Regions from separate parts of the Sus scrofa genome. Here region 1 is linked to region 2. The links are chromatin contacts, called in public targeted proximity ligation maps. All regions are on one chromosome and are shown on one strand. The core of a region is the stretch at or near the end of the contact, and the rest is flanking DNA. Distances in the headings are between cores, read along the strand shown.

What was found.
Region 1: a contact with region 2 is called in a targeted proximity ligation map of alveolar macrophages. A contact is called at or near these places in 2 of 47 Hi-C or Micro-C datasets (embryonic fibroblasts and retroperitoneal adipose tissue) and 1 of 2 datasets of targeted methods (alveolar macrophages).

Annotation. Positions count from the first base shown.
Region 1 is chr5:89,075,201-89,080,176 of Sscrofa11.1, reverse strand. No RefSeq gene overlaps it. Among named protein-coding and RNA genes, the nearest start is that of PLXNC1, 22 kb to the right of the region's middle.
Region 2 is chr5:88,920,925-88,925,555 of Sscrofa11.1, reverse strand. PLXNC1 (plexin-C1) reads left to right here. Exons shown (of 31, transcript XM_021092759.1): 23 at 1,042-1,145. Among named protein-coding and RNA genes, the nearest start is that of PLXNC1, 130 kb to the left of the region's middle.

The sequences.
Region 1 (4,976 bases), core at 112-2,611, 160 kb before region 2:
CTCCGTCCAGCAGCTCCGTGATACGACCCGCCAAGGGTGCCAAGAACTGAACCTTGACGAATGTCCGTTTGTCATTTGTGCCCGAGGCAAGATGCTGCGAACAAGGGCTCCTCCCTGTTGTATCTGTTACTCCGGAGCGGGACACTTTGTACCATTCACTTTATACAATCGAGTCCCACCTCCCTGGATGCTCGCAGTCGCTCCATTCCAGCGCTCCCGTGGGCACACGTCTAAGGAGAGTCTTCTCCTGGACTCAGCCCTCAAGTGTTCTAGATGAAAATGCCCCCTCCCCTCAGGTCCGAAGCCTGGCTCCACTACCTGCTGCTTCGTACCCAAAGCAGGGGCTTGTGATTCAATCACAGAAAAAAAAACACCAGCCTGAGTGAGCAAGAAAACAGCAGGAGCCCAAGGACTCCTGTGAACAAAGAGACTGATTGTTTTCATGCAAAGTGTTTTTAGTAGTAGGGAGATAACAGGCAAATGAAATATGAAAGATAGGCAGAGATTTTTTTCTTAAACCAATGGAAGGGGCGGGAGCTCTTTAATCAAACCAGAGCACATCTTTTAACCGTGAACTTGGACTCATCCAGTTCCCACAGTTCTTATCAGGTAGAAAAGAATCTCTGCTCTGACTCCTCTTCCCCCACCCTCTTCCAGTCCGGCACAATCACGTCTCTTTCTGCTTCCCGAGCGTTCCGTCTTAGCCTTGTCTGAAACAGCCTGTTTTGAAATGTTAGGGCTTCCTAATGATGAGACGTTTATCACCAGAGAGTGATTGTAAGCGGTAGATAGAATGAGCAATATTAACTCTACTAGTTGTCTCTTTATTTTAACACACTTAGAGAAAACTATGTCTAGCACGTCAAACTTAGGATTTTATTATAGGCTACGGCAGCCTCAGTTTTAAAAAGCCAGTTAATATAGAGCCAATAAACAGAAAAGTATTAAATAAATCATGATTCGAGTGGTATGCAAATGGAGTAAAAGCTGCAAAGTGGTACATACATGTATGACGGTTGGAAAACGTGAGTGGGAATTCTGCCGCACATCCAAGGCAGTTCCTGGGGAAGGGCCAGAAACAGCCTTGGTTCATACTTAGATGTAGACATTTGCATTTCTTTCTGAATCCTCAGTTAGTCTTTATAGTTCTGAATCTCAGGACCCCAAGTCTGGGGTCTGAGGTCTCAAGCTGGTAGACTTTGTCTCCAGCAGGCGGAGTGCATTGTTTTACAATCAGGACATCTCATGTGACATGCAGGTTTCCTGTTCTCTCTACAAACTGGAAGGTCTAGCATGCTGGGTCTCCATCTCTGCCCAGCAGTAATCAGGTGACCACAGGCCCCGGGTGTCACTACTCTCTGATGCAAGGCACTGTGGGTACACTTGTGTGACCAGGGCCACCGCAAGGATCAGGGTAGAAAGAGGGTTCCTCTTCTGGGAGGTTCCTCTTCCCCTGCTTCTCAATCTTCTCTCTCTTCCCCATCGATCCCTCCCCACCCCCCACACACTGACTCATAAATGCATCTCCAGGAAAAGAAAACAAGGGTAAAATTTCTGTCTTCTCCCACTCCTTCCCCATGGCTATACTTGCTTGAAGGGTGGCCCCAATTCCCTAATAATTCCTAGGCTGATTATTTATTCTGTCTTAGCCATTTGAGTAGCAGAAGATCTTTTGAAACCACTCTACATGTTATTTTTGTGTAGCATGTGAGCCGGGAGTCAAAACTGAATTTTCCTTCTACGTGGTACATCGTGAGAAAAAGGACCCATGATTCGGAACCAGAGGGGCTGAGTTCATGTCCTAATTCTTCTCATGTCTTGGCCTTGTGATCGTAGGCAAATCACTTAACTTCGTTATACCTCAATCTCCTCATCTGTAAAATGGGGATAATTGTACCTATTGCAGGGGATTTTTATAAAGATTAAATGAATGAATATATATGAAGTGCTTAGAAAAGAGCCTAGTGCCTAGTAAAGGTTGTGAAAAAATGTAATCTATTATATGAGTACGTCTTCCATCCTATGAACTACTACTGGGATAAGATTTAACTCTGCACCCTAGATATGATAATATTAGCCCTATTCCTTTTATCAAGCAGCTCTTTACTGCTGCCGTATAAGTGTCAGGCATCACGTTGAGCTTTGGAGATACAAAATATGAGCTAGTGTCCTTGCCCTTCAAGGAGCTTCCTATCCCTAGTGGATTTGGAGTTTAAGGTAAAGCTCAACAAACATCATATGACAAATGTTTAAATAAATGAAAGGTTAAGTGAAGAAATACCATATGACAACTGTTTAAATATGTAGGAGCCTTATGGAGAAGAAAGAATTGAATTATTCTAGACTCAGTCTACAAGAATCAGTCTCCAAAGAGTTACAGGCAAATTGGTGTTTTGAATTTATGGCTAGAAGAATAGGAGCCAGAGGAAGCTGGTGGGGGCTTTCACAAGAAAATGACCAAGGGTATGTGGGCTACACAAATACACAGACACACACACACACACATACACACACAACACACCATGTTTAGAGGGAACACATGCTGAAACATGTGACTGGGCTAAAATAAATGGTTCAGAGCCAGCCCTGCTTCCACCTCCCCACCCACCCACCCACCCACACCCAGAATGAGCAGGGACTAAGAATTCAGGCAAGCCCAAAAACCTATAGTGCTGGGACAGCACCTGAGGCTTGATCCCTAATCAGTTTCTGGCCGTTGGCATACAGATTTCTGATGGCATGATGCCTGCTGGGGGCACAGCATTGGCCTCAGAAACCAACAGGGACACAGAGCTGGAACTTCATCATGATGACTTCATCAAGGTCTCATACCCGTGTGGCGAAAGAATTCTGGTCTAAAAGCGAAGCGTGGCAGAATTTGGCTTAAACTTTGTCTTCGGTTCAGCTGGGATGTGAGATCTGGGAGAAGAGAGAATTCTAGCACCTCAGTTTCTTATAGTAGCTGCTGTTACCCTCCAAAGAAGATCTGGTGTTGTGCTGACCAAGCTGGCCTAGATCGGTTCCCAAGAAGGGGTGAGACACTGCAGGCTTCAGGGTCCTGTCCAGATGAACCTCTTTGATTTTGTCATGCTTCTCTTCCCACCCAGCCCTACTGCTTGGGTCTTGAAAGGCTCAGAGAGGTGACAGCAGCTGGTCGGGGTTGGCTGGCATCCTTCAAGGGGTGGTATGTGAAGGAAAGCTCTCTGTGACCATACTTTGGTGTTCAAATATTTTCCATTTTGCCCCTGGCTCTTCCCAAGGGTCCCAGGAAGGTCCACGCTGTCCTTGCTGAGACCAGAAAGTCCCGTTCAGGGCTTCCGTGCTCCAGCTCCACCCAGTGAATGGGCCCCATCAGTGCTTCCCTGTCCATCTCCAGGCTGAATCAGAGGGGAGGGGTGGGGCGCAGAAAGAACAGTGACACGTCCCAGCTTGCCCTGGCCTTTGGTGCAGTGACCCTAGAATGCTCTTCTCTGAGGAAATCTGGCCACGTTTGGGGAAAGATTAATCTTGGTCCGTTCCTCAGAAGGTCTAGAGTGCTGTCCAGCAGACCTTCCTGCAGTGATAAGCGAGTTCTCCATCAGGACTGTCCAACATGGGGAGGCACACACAGGAGACGGAGCATGAGAAATGACCAGTGTGACCAAGGAGCAGGTTTTTCAATTTCATTTCATCATAACGAATTTAAATCACATAGCCATATGTAGCGAATGGCTCCCATACTGGCCAAGCCAAGCCTAGAGCCTGGCCACTCTCCCCATCCCTCAGAACCTTCTCTCAATCCTGAATCCATTTGATCGACCGCCAGCCCCGGTTTCCCAGTCTCTTGTTGTGACCGGAGTCACCTAGCGCTCTCTCCTGTCTTCTACCCTCTGCGGAGTCCTGGCGTGGGTGGTTAAAGGGAAGGGACGCAGTGTTTCTCAAACATGCTCACCACAGGGACAGGCGAGAGGTTAGGCCTCCAGGAAATGGGATCTTTAATGACACGCAGGGCTTATAGAATGAACATGACCCATTTGGCACCACGGCATCCAGAGGTGCTATTCATGGTAATAGTAGCAGTGCGTGATACTCGTGTATTTGCGTAAATATGCCATCCCAATGCACCTTGCGTGTAAGGCAGGCAGAGGAGGCATGAGACTCCCCCTTTAAGGATAAGAGAACTAAAAGTCAGTTCAGCTGATAGGGTCACATAGCAGGTAATGACAGAGCCAGGACCAGAAGCCAGTGTTCTGGCTTCTAACTCCTCACCGTTGGAATATTTGAACCAGTTCTGATTAAAGAGGAAACATGGGTGGGAGAAAAGAGAAGACCCCATCAGCCCAGCGGACTGACATGGGCTTTAATGAGGCTCTTCGTTCAGTCCTGCGGGGAGCTGTTTTAGATAAACCCATATGATTTCATTCTGCAGCATTGTAGACACCCACATGAGGTAGGGACATTCAAGTGGACATCTGCCTTCCGGAGCCTCTAATGGGCCATCTCGATCCGTCTTGAATTCTTACTGTATTCTTCCAGATCTTATTAACCAATCTCCTTCCAACATCCTCTGCCCTTTGCACAACTCCAGGGGGCACCTTCATACACAATGCAATGTGCAACACCGTGGTATTGATGGAATGGACTTTATTCCTAAATTGAACAAACCGGCTTTCTTCCCTTATGCTTTAGTTAAATCCGTTGTCATATTATTTTTAGTGGGTAGGCCAATTAAGCATGTGTGAAGCTAAGGGTTTGCAACCTTGGCTATTTACCTGAATCTGCGGTGCTTTTGACACAACACACATTCCAGGCTCCATCCTTTGAGAAGCTGGTCTTGAGCCTGGGCATCTTCCTTTTCTCCAAAGTTCCCGAGATGATTCCAGCGCCCAGAGCTGAGACTCCTAGAACGATGGGCCGGGAATCAGGACACTCACGTTCTGATTTTCCCACACAGCCGCCTCCCTATTCTGTAAAATAGAGCGATAAGAGGTTTGCCC
Region 2 (4,631 bases), core at 591-3,090:
GGTGCTAAAGTGACATTCGAATCATCGTAAGTCAACGCTGTGCAGGCTCACAAAAAGGAAACCCCACGTTCTGACCCTAGGGCATAAGGTGGCGACCTCTGTAAAGAGGTTGAACCCCAGCGTTGGGAGACTAAGCCCAGCAGTGCCCCTCTACACGGGGACCCACAGAAGACAGTTCCCAGAGCACCTGCTTGTGAACACACACACACAGGAGTGGGCACACAAATTTGGTTTTGGAATTTTACGAAGAATTTAGTCTCCAAGATACATTGTTTTGTCTCCCTTTGGCTGTATTTCCAGGCTTAGCCTCAGAGTAAAAGCTTCAGGGGGAAGCGGTCTTACACATCCAAGCCCTAAGCACGAACCAAAAACAAAAAACTCCAGCTCCCGGTCTGGCTACTGTCTCTCTGACCCTTCAAAACCATTTTGCTCTTTTCAGCTGGTGAGAAACAGTAATTGCCCAAGTGACAGGGTAGCATTTTACATTTCTCATTGTTATTTTTTTTAATTTTGATTTTTAAAAAATTTTTTTTGGCTTTTTAGGGCTATACCTGTGGCATATGGGAGTTCCCAGGCTTGGGTTCACATTGGAGCTACAGCTACCGGGCTACACCGAAGCTCACGGCAAAGCGGGAGGCCGGGGATTGAACCCACATCCTCATGGATACCAGTCAGATTTGTTTCCACTGCGCCACCACAGGGACTCCCTGTCCTTGTCATTTTATTTTTATTTTATTGTTTTTGTCTTTTTGCCTTTTCTGGGGCCGCTCCCATGGCACATGGAGGTTCCCAGGCTAGGGGTCGAATCGGAGCTGTAGCTGCCAAGCCTACACCACAGCCACAACAACGCAGGATCCGAGCTGTAGCTGCCAAGCCTACACCACAGCTCATGGCAATGCTGGATCCTTAACCCACGGAGCGAGGCCAGGGATCGAACCTGCAACCTCCTGTTTCCTAGTTGGATTCGTTAACCCCTGAGCCACGACAGGAACTCCCTCGTCATTTTAAAAGCGAACAAAATGCTCTTTGGTTTTTTTCCAGAGCTTCAGGTGGGCACACGACACAAAGAACTTCTGGATATTGACAGCTCCTCTGTGATTCTCGAGGACGGAATAACGAAGCTGAATACCATTGGCCACTACGAGGTAGGAACGAGATTTGGCCCCCGCCCTCTCCTTCCTCAGCCCCGAACGGAATGAGAGCATCTCCAGGCCCGTGTAAGGTCTTTGAAACGTTACACAACTCTGACCGCTTTTCTGAAATCACTGGCAGGTTGCTTGTTCTGGGGGCAGGCGATTTCCTTTGCTGCTCTCGTGGTCTGCTGGTTCCCAGGCAACCCCGCTCTCCGAGAGCGGCAGTGTTCACACGGCCCAGTTTCTCTCCATCCTGTGGTTTAGGTGGGAAACTTCACCTGTACCAGATCCTCTGGCCCTTTCAGTGGAGGTGGTTACTGTTGAGCTTGACGCTGAAACCGACGCTATAAAAAGTCCTCAGCTACACGGCTGTTGACAGGCGACCCCGTGACCTTCGAGTAGGGTCCTTTGTATCTGAAGATCTACATTTCCTGTTTGCTCGAAACATTCAGCGGTACCTCCTTGGCCTCTGACCCCCATGCTGGGCGAGGGTCCAGGTGGCGAAGGGCGCATGTGCTGGCACAGAGAGCCAAGGCCCGAGAAGGCTGCCCAGACCAGAGGGGAGGCTCCTGAACACCCTGGGAGTCATTTTGCAACTGTGTCCAAATCTCTGTTGCAATAGACACTCTGTGCCGAGGGCTGGGGCTGCACGTAGAAGGAGCAAACACAAGGTCCCTGAGCTCAGGGAGCTTACAGCCCAGGGAGCAGGCGAAGGGGAAGAAGGGGCGAGCAGTGAGGCAACACCTCACCCTGTGAGGGGGCGGTGACTCAGAGCATCCCAGGAGGCTTCCTGGAGGAAGCGGTGACTCAGCTGAGATCTGAAGAGTGAGGAGCACTTAACCAGGCTGGGATGGAGGGCCAGCATGCCCAGCAGTGAAGGGGAGTGTGTGTGTTCTTCCGAAGAAAGCTCTCCAGACTGGCTAGAACTGGAGGGGCCAGGGTGGCGGGGAGAGCTGCTGACAGCCGATGGTTACAGAGCCCCTGCTGTGTGCCGGGTGCTGTCCTCTGCCTTTCCCTTCATTTCAGCTCGTTCTGTCCTACAGCTCTCCTGAGAGGTAGGGCCTCTTATCAACCCATTTTAGAGATGGGTACACTGAGGCCCAGGGAGGTTTACTAATAGCTAGTTAGGGGCAGAGGTAAGGTCAGGACCCAGATTTGTGGGTTCTAGGGTCCAAGGCTTAACCAGTACACGTCCGGCTTCTCATGGGGAAGTGGGAGACGTGGGGGCGCCAGAAGGGGAGAGGCAAACCCTGATGCAGACCCGGCGGCTTCCCTCAGGAGTCTGAATTTTATCCCACACCCAGTGGGGAAGCCATTGGAGGGTCTTAAGCAGGGACATCTGCATGCAATTGTTGTGCAAACCTGGATGTAGGGAGACTCATGAGAAGAATTTCACGTGAGGAGGGAGGTTGCCCAGAAATGACGCGGTGGCTCCAGAGATGGAGACAAGCAGGTGGATTCTGAGGTGGGCAGAAGGCGAACACCTCAAGCTGTGCGGGCGAGGGGTCCAGAAGGCGCCGGGGGTGGCTGGGCGGATGCACAGATGCAGGGCCCTTTTGAAGACGATGGGGAGCTGCTTCCCAGGCCCCTTGGCACGTCCGCATCCCCCCCGTCTTTCATGGCTGTGAGTGCCAGGGAGATGTCTCTGCAGCGAGAAGGTCTCTGGGTCCTGCCAGGCATTCCCCTCACCCAGAAAGGAGCTGAGACCGTTCCCTGAGCAGAGCTTCCTGGACAGCAGCCAAGAACAGAGGCCACCTCATCCCTGGGCTCTTTGGCTGAGTGGGTCTGAGAGCCAGTTTGGAAATGGTTGCTTTGGGTGATCGCTGGCGGGGTGCTGCCCCTGCAGCCTTTGTTCGAGGGCGCCTGGCAGAGAACGTGGCAGCTGAACAACTCGCTCCTGTGCTCACCCTCCTGCAGCTTAGGCTTCCCAGCCTTGGAAGCATCTTGCTAAGAACTGTCGATCTTAGCCTTGGGAATCTGTACAAATCCCCAGGGAACTTTCTGAAAGCTGGGTGGGCCACATTTGGCGAAGCACTGCTCCAGAGGAAATCTAACGGGATGGAAGGAGGTTGGGGTCACGGGTGGGAAGTGCTTGCTAGAGGGCGCTTATTTTTTATTAGTATTTTTTTCCTTTTTAGGGCCGCACCTGAGGCATATGGAGGTTCCCAGGCTAGGGGTTGAATCGGGGCTGTAGCCACTGGCCTACATGACAGCCACAGCAACATGGGATCTGAGCATGTCTGTGACCTATACGGCAGCTCACAGCAACGCCGGATCCTTAACCCACTGAGCAAGGCCAGGGATCGAACCTGCGTCCTCATGGATACTAGACGCGACCTCCTCGAGGGCGCTTATGATGGCATCAGTCTGAAGTTCAGAGCTGCCGTCCAGCTCCCATCTCCTCCTCTCCCTGTATCTGGGTAGTGCGCTTTTCTTGGCAAGTTTGGCAGAAACGCAGCCACAAACACCCTCCTCGGGGCTCTTGACAATGTGCTTGCTGCGCTCAGCTGTGCAGGCCTGGGCCACCCTGGTCAGGCTTCTTGGTGTCCCCTGGCAATTGTGTGGCCTGGGGTGGGCCCCAGAGGAAGCGGGTGTGGCCACCCTCTGCCTTTAAAAGGAAAAGGCAGGACAAGACAGTCCAGTGGGGGAAAGCAGAACCAGCGCCATGTGCAAGGCAACGGGACGGCTGTCAGGAGACAGGACATCCATCTTCGCCAGAGACACCGGCCACGCCAGACACCTATCTGCTTAAGGATGATAATGAAATTAATCCGGCCTGTAGTCACTTCCCGTCCAAATGATTTATTGGCCTCATAGCCTAGCATTGCCACATGGTGGTAACAAATGACAAGACTAGGACACCAGGGCTTAAAGGATTCTCCTTGTGTTTAAAAAGCTAAGCCGCGAGGCAAATAAACGCAGGGAGCTTGACGGAAACTGGGGAGGTCACCGGCCCCGTGCTCTCTGTGCCTGGACCATCTCAAAGGCCCTGTTTTTCAAACGCCGCTTGGAAAAAACGACCCAGCACCGCCCTCAGCCACCTTAAATCTGTACTCCGTTTAGCAGCGCCCCTGCACATTGCAACTCGGGAGTCATTTGACAGGGCTGCGCCGCAGCTTGCTTTTGCCCTTTCATTAAAGAAAAATTTTCTCCTCCAACACTCGCATTTCCCTCCAAAGAGACAAGATGCTAATGATCACTCTTATTCATTTACTAAAGCGCCCTAGTTTGAGTCACTGTAAGTGCTTGAAAGCAAAAAAACTGCATTTCATTTAAAAATAGGGTCTAACTCAGAGTTTTAAGTGATTCAGACTCACCTCCCTCCAATTAGCCCAAATTAGTTCGGTTTTAAAGTTAATCTTTAGTGACGGCCCGTTCCTCCTCCTGTCTAAACAAAGTCCCCGCTGCTGGAGCGGGAGCCTGTGTCTTCGCGCCTTGTTCTGTCCTCAGGGCAAACACAGTGTCGCTGGCCTCCTCTGAATGATTTCCTGTCCGCGA